Regions from separate parts of the Triticum aestivum genome. Here region 1 is linked to region 2. A link is a contact called in public Hi-C data. All regions are on one chromosome and are shown on one strand. The core of a region is the stretch at or near the end of the contact, and the rest is flanking DNA. Distances in the headings are between cores, read along the strand shown.

What was found. Hi-C and Micro-C count contacts between places; a contact is called where the count stands out from the background.
Region 1: a Hi-C map of leaf shows a contact between it and region 2, with 5 times the contacts expected there. The contact joins the promoter of LOC123092298 here to the promoter of LOC123092294 in region 2. A contact is called at or near these places in 3 of 5 Hi-C or Micro-C datasets (all in leaf).

The regions. Positions count from the first base shown.
Region 1 is chr4B:390,793,100-390,798,672 of IWGSC CS RefSeq v2.1, reverse strand. LOC123092298 (inactive glucose-6-phosphate 1-dehydrogenase 4, chloroplastic) reads right to left here and starts at 2,487. Exons shown (of 12, transcript XM_044514028.1): 1 at 2,203-2,487; 2 at 1,543-1,753; 3 at 1,007-1,242. The coding sequence starts at 2,280.
Region 2 is chr4B:389,925,863-389,932,227 of IWGSC CS RefSeq v2.1, reverse strand. LOC123092294 (SNF1-related protein kinase regulatory subunit beta-1) reads left to right here and starts at 4,713. Exons shown (of 4, transcript XM_044514019.1): 1 at 4,713-5,089. The coding sequence starts at 4,850.

The DNA of each region.
Region 1 (5,573 bases), core at 1,238-3,737, 870 kb before region 2:
TCATGCCTAACCTCTACGGCTGCATCCCCAAGCGACGACGGAAGACGAGAACCGTGGCGGACGGACTCAATGGCAACTCCTGGGCACGCGACATCCAAGGCAACCTCGGCCTCCACGAGATTGGTCAGTATCTGCAGCTCTGGCAGATCATGCAGCGCACTGAGCTCTCCACCACACCGGACAGGTTGATCTGGAGATGGACGGCGAGTGGCACCTACTCCGCGCAGTCCTGCTACACGGCCACCTTCCATGGATCAACGGGCTGTCATTCCTGGAAGCTAATCTGGAAGTGTTGGGCGCCGCCGCGGGTCAAGTTCTTCCACTGGTTAGCCAACCAGGACCGCTGCTGGACGGCAGAGAGGCTGGCGCGCCACGGTCTCCAGTATCATCCCCGCTGCCTCCTATGTGACCAGCAACCGGAGACAATGCGACATCTGCTGCTGGAATGCCCCCTAGCCCGACAGGCATGGCACGAGACCCTGGCCTGGCTACGCATACCGGCCCCGATCCCAACACAGGAACTGTCGCTTACGGATTGGTGGAACCATGCCAAGGAAGACACGCCGCCGATCCTTCGCAAGGCCCTGAAATCTGTCGCGCTGCTCGTGCCTTGGATGGTCTGGAAACACAGGAACAGCTGCGTCTTCGACAATACGACTCCATCCCTTAACACGCTCCTAGATAGCATTCAGGACGAGGCCCGCTCATGGGCGGCAGCTGGGGCACCTGGTCTCCGACTTGTGCTGCCCCAAACCTGGGATGTGCATTAATCCACCTGCTGTAATCCACACATCCTCAGATGTCTGTAACTGAACCTCCCCCTTTTCAATGAAAAGAAACGCAAGGCTTTTGCGTTTTCTCGAAAAAAAAATCCTAAATAGAAATTGATGATTCAGCGGGTTGATCACAAATATAGGATTGAAGATTGAGGCTTGTTTGCTAAAGATGGTTCTAAAAAAGAATAAAAATGAAGGCAAGCAGAAGTTATGACATGTTATGCTCATACCTGAGGAAGAAAACCACTGTAATACAGAGCAAATAGTGCTGGGAAGACTTTACTTCTTGCCAGTTCGCCAGTAGCTCCAATGACAGCAATGCAAAGAGATGGTACACTTTCAGGTTGGTCATCAAAGTTATCAAACAGAACAACGCCTTCCTCTAGTACAGGACGATCAGCTTCAGAGTGGTTGAGTCCCAGATGCATTGAACTTTTGTCATCGATCGAGTTATTACCTCCAGTTTCTACATAAAAGGAAACAATAATGTGTGTGTGAAAGCATCTGGATGCAAGCAAATAATTACAGAGAAATTTGTAATGACAGTACTAAGATAGTACGATGAAAGCTAGTGCCTACCATGTTTCAGAAATGGTGCACACTGAATGTAACTTTCAAATTTGCCAAAAAGAAGCAGCTTTCAAAGGCACGAAACAAACCAGTGTCATGCAAAAAGTAAAAACCGTGGGAATCATAGGCCAAGAATCACATAATTTTGATAGATATATGCGAAGTAGCAAAATGCAAGTGGTATCCGAATACCAACCATCAGCAGGTTGTACATTCCGACGAGTTATCTTTCCAGTCCGTGATGCAACCTCGAAGCAGTCAGGAATTTGACCGTCCCCTCGAATTCCCAGCTTTCTCTGAACTTGCCATCCGTGGCTCCTCAGGGCCTTCTGCAGCTTCATCTTGGCAGCCATCCAACATCTCAGTCCACAAACTTGCGGTCTAAAATTGACGGCGGGTCCTGCAACCTACATGCAGAAGCATCAAGCGGTGATCAGCACTTAATGTGTCCATGCCTACGACATCTGACACTGACAGTCATTGAACCAGATGCAGAATAAATAAAACGCAAGCATCATCTGTAGGCAATATGGGGCAGAATGGTGCTTGGACGACTCTGTATTCCGTCAGCCTCAGGCGCCAGAACGGGCCACAAGAATCACAAGCTCAAACACGCATTTCAACGAACATCCTGATAGCAGCAGACAGGAGCACTCGCCCTTCCATCCGCCCCTCTTCCTCTTGGCCCGTAGGAATGACGCATGACGCATCCATGGTCACAGAATCCAGCATAGCACCATAACCATAGCAAGTTGGTAAAGGCATTTTATCAACCAGGTCAAGCGCGCCACAAGGGTGGAAGGAGGCCGAAAGGCACGACGGCCGCCAACCACAGGAGCTCGGGTGGAGTACTCACCGGGCTGAAGCGCGCAGCCCCCAACGAAGGCGGCGCTGGAGCTGCTGAAGCCGTCACGGCGAGGACCGTCGTAACCATACTCGGCGTTGGCGCTTCTTTCTCGGCCCGCCGTGTCCTGCCCCGCTTCTTTTTAGTCTCACGCCGGTGCGAGGATCGTGTCAGGCCCCGGCTGATCTGATAGTGATAGTGATAGACAGCCACGCACAGTAGCTAGCCGTACGTGTCGTCGGCTTCAGTTATCACGAGGGAGTGGATAGCGACGCTCTGTAGCCGCCCCCGTTGGGATGCACATTTCGCACTACAGCCAAAAAAGCCCTCGGAAAGTGACAAAGTACTCCCAACTCCTTGCTTTGTGAAATGCTTACAGAGCAGCAAGTCTAAAAATAACGTTGCTCATGTGTAAGGACGCGTGCGTCTGGGAGCTAAACTTTTTCGCTATCAGCTATCGCTTTGCCGTTTCGAAGCGTGGGATGCAGTTTCACTGTCCAAGTTCTTGGTTCTGACAAACACAAGTTGATGACTATTGAATTCGTATGAGAAATATTATTGTCTCTTTTTTTTTTGAAAGATCCAGCAGATGGCTGACTTGTATTGATCAAAAGCAGGGAGATGAGAAATATTATTGTCATAGTCGCTACTGTTGTTGTTTTTCTTTAAACATAGGCGTGAGCTTTGCCTTGTCTATTAATTAAAAAGTTTATTGTTACAAAGACACCCTAGTGTTACTCTCTCAATATAAATTTTCCTAACTTCTTAGCCCCCGCTTTGGTCCAAAGCACGGCCTTCTCTTTAATTAAGCTTAGAAGGATTGGATGTAGAGCGCTCTTGTGACGGAAGACACGGGCATTTCTCTTGCCTGAGACAGACCAAGACTTTCCTACGAGGAATGTTGGCATCTAATAAATTGATCCACCAACCTTTAATATAATATTTTGAGTGCCACAAGAAGGTATCAATGTTTTCGAGGTGTATCCAATCATCGACAAAATTTGAAAGGTAAATGGGAAGCGGTTGTTGTGCAAAAATAGTATACAAAAGTTACACTCATAACTCAGGTTTGGAACCCGCAAAAACAAACTCAGATTTGGAAACTATGCCCATGCAGAGAGAGTAGATTGTTAGTTGAAGCAACATCTAACGATGTGTCTGTATATCGATCTATGCTCCTGCGTGAGCTTGTGGACCTATCTATGGGCATGTAGCTTTGGTTTTTCTTCATGAACCTATTTATGGGCCTCGGATTTATAGATTCTCAAAACACAAGAATATGAAGGGAAAAAAGTCAAAATCCTTCAAAAAACATGTGAAATTTTTTCAATCAATGGGGATGTTTTGCTGATATTCAACTAAGCCGCGGAGAGACTCCTGGGTTTCTAAAAAAAGATGAGTTGAGACTTGGGAGGTTAAAAAGTTGTAACTGTTTTAAATCCTATATAGAATTAGAAAACCACGTGAAGTCGTAATTGGGGGGCCCTCTTTGTTCGCAGGATTCTCAAAATATAGGAATAGAAAAAGCATATGAATTAATTTGAACAATATGTGTATGATGCCACAGAAAAACAAAAGTTATACAAAGAGATTCGAGTGGATAGAAATTTTCCTCCAAAACTATGTGCAAATCAATCCTCGGGAATTTTTCCTATCCCAGGTTTAAATCCTCCACAAATCCTATGAAATTCCTTCGAATCGTAGGTTAAATGGTTTATAGCTAAAACGTTATAGTACATCAGTGAGTAACAAATCGAACGACATCATCCAAGTATCCTCCTAGGGTCCTAGTCTTTTATGACGGCTTTCTTAAGCTTCCGGTGCAAAGAAGATTGATAGACCACTCAACACAAGATGTTGTTATATTCATGGAACATGATTTGGCAAAGGCTAGGAATATGAAACTGGTTTCGTGTCTTTTCGAGCAACTGTCTGGTTTGAAAATTAATTTCAACAAGAGTGAACTGTTCTGTTTTGGGCACGCCAAGGAAGAAATGGAAATTTATAGACAGATGTTTGGTTGTGAGTTGGGGTCTCTTCCATTTAGGTACATGGGAATCTCAATTCATCACCGAAAACTAACCAACACAGAATGGAAGCGCATAGAGGATCAATTTGAGAAGAAACTAAGTAGCTGGAAGGGCACGCTTATGTCTTATGGGGCCGGCTAATTGATAAATTCCTTGCTTAGAAGTATGCCAAAGCTCCTATTGTCCTTCTTTAAGTACATGTCGGGGTATGGAAAAGGTTGGACTTTTATCGATCACGTTTTTTCTAGCAAAGCGATGAGAAACATGTTGGTCAAGTGAGGTGAGATATAATTGTACGCTGAAGGACCAAGGGGGCTTAGAGATTGAAAACCTTGAGGTAAAGAACAGATGCTGCTTAGTAAATGGTTATGCAGGCTTTCTACAAAGGACGAGGGTGTGTGGATACAAATTATTGCGTAACAAGTATTTGCAATCCAAGACCCTCACACAAATAACGGCACAACCGGATGATTCACCTTTTTGGAAGTGGCTGATGCAACCAAAGGTTTCCTTTTTTTAATAGGACCAAATTAATTGTAGGGAACGGCAATACCACTAGGTTTTGGGAAGATACATGGCTAGGAAAGATGCCCACAGTTCATACAATATCCAACCCTCTACAACCCTCTACAGTATTATACAATGTAAAGAGGCTTTCGGAAGTACAATTCTAGGATCGGTTCCTTTAAACATTTAGTTTAGGAGATCCCTGGTGGGAGAGCGATGGAATAGATGGCTACATCTCGTGTGTAGGTTGATGGATGTCAACCTTTCCGATAAGCCAGGTACACTACACTATAAACTGTCTCAGAGGTATTCTCAGTGAAATCAATGTATATAGATTTGGTAAACTCTGGTCCAATCCCAAAGTCACTTCACACTTGGAAAAATAAGGTGCCTTTAAAGATAAAAGTCTTTCTGTGGTTTGTTCACAAGAAAGTGATCTTGACTAAGGATAACTTGGCAAAACGTAGTTGTAAGGGTAGTAAACAGTGTTGGTTTCCGTGATCAAGATGAATCGATCCAACATCTTTTTCTCAAATGCCCACTAGCCAAGCTACTATGGCGCACATTGTGGCCTTTAATGTAAGTCCTCCTAATACCATTGCTATTTATTTGGAACTTGGCTAAGGAAAAATATCATACGAAAACCAACATTCGGTGGAAACCGATGAAAACCATGTGAAAATGATGTTTTGAAGTATCAAAAAAATCTCAAAATATTACGGATGTTAAGAGAGCGATGTTCTATTGCCTTACAAAATTTCAAGTTCAAACACGTTACGAGATATGAGCTATGAAAAAACAAAATCAGCATTGAATAGTGCCAAACAGTAATGTCACTATTCATTC
Region 2 (6,365 bases), core at 3,464-5,963:
TGCTTTCACTTCCATATAACTAGTGGGAATTTTTCATTATAGAACTTGGCTTGTATTCTCCAATGATGGACTTCCTCAAATGCCCAAGGTCTTCATGAGCAAGCAAGTTTGATGCACACTCACTTAGTTTTCTTTTTGAGCTTTCATACACTTATAGCTCTTAGTGCATCTGTTGCATGCAAATTCTTACTCCTTGCATTGAGATCAATTGATGGACATCTCCATAGCCCATTGATTAGCCTTGTCGATGTGAGACTTTCTCCTTTTTATGTTCTCCATATTAATCTCTAGTTCTCTACCACCATATTCTATTTCACCCATAGTGCTATATCCATGGCTTGCGCTCATGTATTGCGTGAGGGTTGAAAAAGATGAAGCGCGTTAAAAAGTATGAACCAATTGCTTGGTTAACACCGGGGTAGTGCATGATTTATACTTTGTGCTAAGAAGATGGAGCATGACAAGGCTATATGATTTTGTAGGGATAACGTTCTTTAGCATTGATATTTTGAAAGGCATGATTGTTTGTTGGTATGCCTGAGTATTGATGTCTTTATGTCAAATTATAGACTATTGTTCTGAATCATTCAAATATAAATATTCATGTCATAAAAGAAACATTACATGATGAACATGTTAGGTAGCATTCCACATCAAAAATTCTGTTTTTATTATTTACCTACTCGAGGACGAGCATGAATTAAGTTTGGGGATGTTTGATACGTCTCCAACGTATCTATAGTTTTTTTATTGTTCCATGCTATTATAATATCAATCTTGGATGTTTTATATGAAATTATATGCAATATTATATCATTTTTTGGGCTAACCTATTAACTTAGTGCCAAGTGCCACTTGCTATATTTTGCCTGTTTTTGGTTTTTCAGGGAATCAATACCAAACGAAGTCCAAATGCCATGAAACTTTTTGACGATTTTTCCTAGACATAAGAGACCCTAGAAGCTTCAAGAGGAGGCCAGATGGCGAGGGAGTAGGCCACAAGCCACATGGGCGATCTTAGGGGGTTGGCGCGCCCAGGTGCCTTGTTGGCCCCTCGTTCCTCCGTTGACCTAATTCCAACTATATAAATTCTCTAAAATCGAGAAACCAGCGGAGAGCCACCCAAAATACTTTTTTCGCCATCGCGAGCCTCTGTTCTTGTGAGACCCCATATGGAGGCCTTTTCCAGTACTCTACCAGAGGGGGAATCGATCATGGATGACTTCTACATCACCTTTGCTCCCCTTCCGATGATGTGTGAGTAGTTTACCACAGACATACGGGGCCATAGCTAGTAGCTAGATGGCTTATTCCTCTCTCTCTCTCTCTCTCCCTCTCCCTCCCTCTCTCTGTTTGATCTTCAATATAATGTTCTCTTAGGTGTTCTTAGAGATCTATTCAATATAATCTTCTTTTGCAGTGTGTTTGTTGGGATCCGGTGATTTGTGGATTTATGATCAGATTATTTATGAATATTATTTGAGTCTTTTCTGAACTCTTTTATGAATGATTATTATAGCTTTGTATTTCTCTCCGATCTATCCGTTTGGTTTGCCCAACTAGATTGATTTATCTTGCAATGGTGAGAGGTGCTTTGTGATGGTTCAATTTTGCGGTGTTCAATCCCAGTGATAGAAAGGGACATGTCACGTATTTGTACCGTTGCCAATAAGGATAAAATGATGGGGTTTATTTATATTGATTGGATTTACTTTGTCTACATAATTTCATCTTGTTTAAGGCATTACTTCGTTCTTTATGAACTTAGTACTTCAGATGCATGCTGGATAGTGGTCGATGTGTGGAGTAATAGTAGTAGATGAAAGCAGAAGTCGATCTACTTGTCTCGGACATGATGCCTATATACATGATCATTGCCTTAGATATCGTTATAATTATGCGCTTTTCTATTAATTGCCCAACAGTAATTAGTTTACCCGCCGTATGCTTTTTGTTTGAGAGAGAAACCTTTAGTGAAAATTATGGCCACATGGCTTATCTTTATCATATATTAAAATTCAAAAATACTTTATTGTAGTTTATTTACCGTTATTTTATTTTGTGTTTTTTTATCTATCTGTGAGTACGAGATTTGATCCTTGTAATTAACCGTCAAGGGACAACCCTTTGATTTGCATTGGGTGCAAGTATTTGTTATCTTGTGTGTAGGAACTGTTCATGAGATTTTGCGTGGTTCTCCTACTGAATTGATAACCTTGGTTCTTAACTGAGAAAAATACTTTCTGCTACTGTACTGCATTATCCTCTCCTCTTTGGGGAAATCCCAATGTAGCTCACAAGTAGTAGCCGCCTCCGCTATTGGCGCCCTGATCTAGACGGGAGCGGCGCAAAGCATTCCGAGAGCGACCGTATCGGCGTCGCTCTCGTCGCCATTGGAGCCGGAGCCGCTGATGTCGTTCGCCATGATCAGATTGGGAAGAGGAGACGACGAATGAGAAGAAGAAAGAACGAATTGGGAAGAGGAGAGGACAGAGAGAGTGGAGTGAATTGAGGTCTAGGGTTCATCACAAGGGATACATGTTGGGTCGGGGTGGGTCGGGCTGACGTGGCGGACGAGCCCGGCCGTCCCATATCCGTCCCATATTTGGGTCAGATATGATGGGTGCCGGACAGTCCGGACGTCTGAGGATAATTTGAGGCGCCTGAGTGGGTTCTTTTTTGTGACCGATCAGTCCGTCCTGGCATTTGAGAAGGGTCTGAGGCTCCATAGATGCTCTTAGAGGCAGTCGAAAGAGAATTGTAATTTATTTGTCTAGACTTAATGGTTATCCCTAACCCGAATTGCATTAGTTTTATGTTATTTTACACTCTTTGCCGGTGTTGTTAGATAATTCAACGGTGGCCGGATCCATCTGTATCAGCGATCGATTCCGATGATTCGATTAAGGAGTTTCCTTTTGAAGGTAAGACTCGAAGAAGGAGCTGAGTAGTGTTGGCAGAGATGGATCGCACGTCGATGTGGAGTAGTACCATTTTCGTGTTAAGGCATGCCGAGCGCATAACTAATTAACTAGTGTTCTTTTGGCCGAATTAACTAGTGTTTTTTTTTTTTGAGAATGCTTAATTAACTAGTGTTGGTAGGTCGTCTCTCGTCCTACTTACATCAAATAAAAAAGGTCCATGATTCGGCGACGCAAATCCAAGCTCTAGATGAGGCGCAACCTACATAAAATGAACGACGACAGTGTTGCCAAATTTCCTGCAGTGGCACGACAAACACTGGAATCCTTTTTTTAGCATCATAAACTTTATTCATCAAATGATAGCCACAAACGCTGAAATCCTTTATAACACTAAGCTTTCTAGTTTTAAAGAGGCCACATTTAATTGCGGTCTTCAATTAGAATTGGGTTTTCTAATTTTAACCGGGTCAACAATTTATCAAATTTCTCTCATTCAATTCTTTTATATCATACATACACTTTCTAATTTTTAAGGCCTCACAATTAATTAAGGTAGTCAATTTAAAATTGGGTCAACCGATTTTGACCGGGTCAATAATTTGACCTCTCTCGTTCAATTCTTTTACTTTCCTATGTTTTCTAATTTCAAAACTCTTTCATTGAATTGTGGTATTCATTTTCGGATTGGATTTATGATTTTGCCCATTAAACATTTTTTAAATCAATCAACAACAACCGCCCTATAAAAACATATCAATCCCGCATACCCTCCCATCACTAAGAAAAAAGAAGCGTCACCATGTGATACCATAGCGAAAAACATTCAGATTTCTTTCACTTTTGATCAAGTTCAGAGCGAAAAATATCGACATCCACAATATTAAACAAAAAATATGATAAATTCATTTCATGATGAATCTAATCCAAATATATCAAATCTGTATGATTAGATTTGTAAAGAAATATTTTAAAATAGAGCGAGTATGTTTTTTAAGAAACCCAACAACACCAACGGCGCAGCAAAGCGCGTCTAACCCTTTCAAGTCGATGGTTAGAGGGACTATGGTATCCCTAGCCCACCAGGATTCAAATCCTGGTGCTCGCATTTATTCCTGGATTTATTTTCAGGACTTCCGGCGATGCGCGTTCAGTGGGAGGAGACGTTCCCGTCGACGATGAGACGCCTACGGTGACTTCAAAAATCTCAAAATGATATGTCCGGCTTAGTCTTTCGGAGGCGCTCATAGGGGTAGGGTGTGCGCGTGTGCGTTCATAGGGATGAGTGTATGCGCGTGTATATAAGCGTTTGTGCATGTACTGATGTTGAAAAAAAAAAGTCCGGGTGATACTCGCGACGGCAAACGCAACAAGGCTAATCCTTCACCTACCATTGTTCCTTGACACGAATCCATCCCTTTCACGATTCTCGTTCTTCAACGCAAAGGATTCCCAAGACAACACGCCAATGAGATCGCAGCGATGGATGCCGGATTTCGGGTCCAGGGAGCCGGCGCCCGATCCAGGTTCAGGTTCAGGCTCCTCTCTCTCCCCAACGGCCGAACGTGCGCGCCGTGACCAGGGCCCCGCTCCACGTCACGTACATATCACCAAACACGCCCCTCCGTGCGCTACACCCTCCTGCACCGACCGGCAGGCGGGCCACGTGGGGCCGACGCGACGGTGACGGTGCAAGTGCAACCCACGAGCGCCGGGTGCACGCTTCCCGGGCAAGGGGTAGCGAGCGGCACGCGCTTAATTACGCGACCAAACGGGCGCAGCCATCCCTCTCCCTCTCCTTCCCTCTCTCTCTCTCTCGCTCGTCTTCCTTGCCCCCTCGCGCAACAGCAGCGCCACAACGCAGTGAGTGGCACTTCCGTGATTTCGCCGCCGCGGGGGCGGGGGGAGGAGGAGGAGGGAAGGAGGCCATGGGCAACGCCAGCGGCAGGGAGGAGGACGCCGCCGCGCCCGGGGAGGCCGACGCCGCCGACGTCGACGTCGAGGACGGAGGCGACGACTCCTCGGCCCGCGGCTTCCCTCCCTACGGCGGAGGCGCCAACCACGTGCGCCGTGCGTGCTCAGTGGGCGTCGTGGGGGCCAGCGGCGGGCCCGGATCGCCGCCCGTGAGCCCCGGCCGCTCCCTCTCGCCGCGGATGTTCGTGCCCCAGGTCAGATCACCAGATCCCGCACCCTCTTCTCCATTTTGTTGCTCGCTCTACTGCTACAGAGTTTGGTTCGGTTCGGATGCCTAGTTTCTCCCCTGCTGGTGCTCGTATGTGCTCTCGAGATGTGGAGGTTCCACTGATTTCGTTGGTTGGTTGGTTGGCTTAGGGTCCCAAGGCGAGGACTGGTCGCGATCTGGAAATGGCTCTGTGTCTTCCAAATTCACTTTAGCTAATGCTGCCCTTTCTGTGGATAAACTGTTTGATCCCTGCGCGAGAATAGGGCAAAGAAGCACAAACCTACTTGCTGCTAGTCCATCTTAGTATTATTGATTGTAATGACAATGCGGGAAGCAGGGGCGGAGCCGGGCAAGCCAAGCCAAGTAAAGAAAAAATATCCAGTACAAAAATAATCATATAGAACAAAGTTTTGCTACCATTACATTTCCATTAATTTAAATTGGCCTCTATGATTGCCAATAAGATCAAAAATATTAATAAATTTCATCAGAAGCTATCTTAGCTGCTAAATTTTTTCTATGTAAATTATCATGCAATGGCGAAGCAAATCGTCTCCCATTTTATTTCGAAGACCTGTTTTCACAATTTTCATAGACGAAAAAGCCCACTCTGCCGTTGCCGATGAGACTGGGAGAGTGATAACTAGTTGTAGCAACCCGTCAACTATTGGATATGAAGAAGATTTACCTGTTTTAACTAGTCCTTTTGTTAAACCTGCACTAGATGGCAAAGTCATCAGTTCTGGATGGTTGCACACGCTGAAAATGAGGTAGCTGAATTTCCAACTAAGCTAATTCTTGACTTGATAAATAAGCGGGCTAGAATTTTAATGGTGTTTGGCCCTGCTTTTCTCTTCATAGCTGCTGCATGCGGATTGGAATGGAGTCATGGAGAATTAACATACTGTAGAAGTGTAGAAGTTTGACATAATCACATAAAAAATTGCATCACAGATAGGAACTAATACAAGATAGTAGACAATTTGCATCACAAAAATAAGAACTGACCCACACACACAGTACAGAACTATCATGATAATTGTGGACATTTGGAAGATGGGAACTCTTCATAGAATCGTAGACCATAGTCACAAATTACACAACCAAATTACCAAAAATAAAATAAAAATTGGAGCATCAATTCGACAGTGATACAGGATGAGAATCAACATTTCCGTTCGTTGGTTGAAGCGGGAAGAATTGACAGGTGCAGCAGCCAAATACCTGAACATGTGAATCAGATCTGCTGATTGAGAATTCGA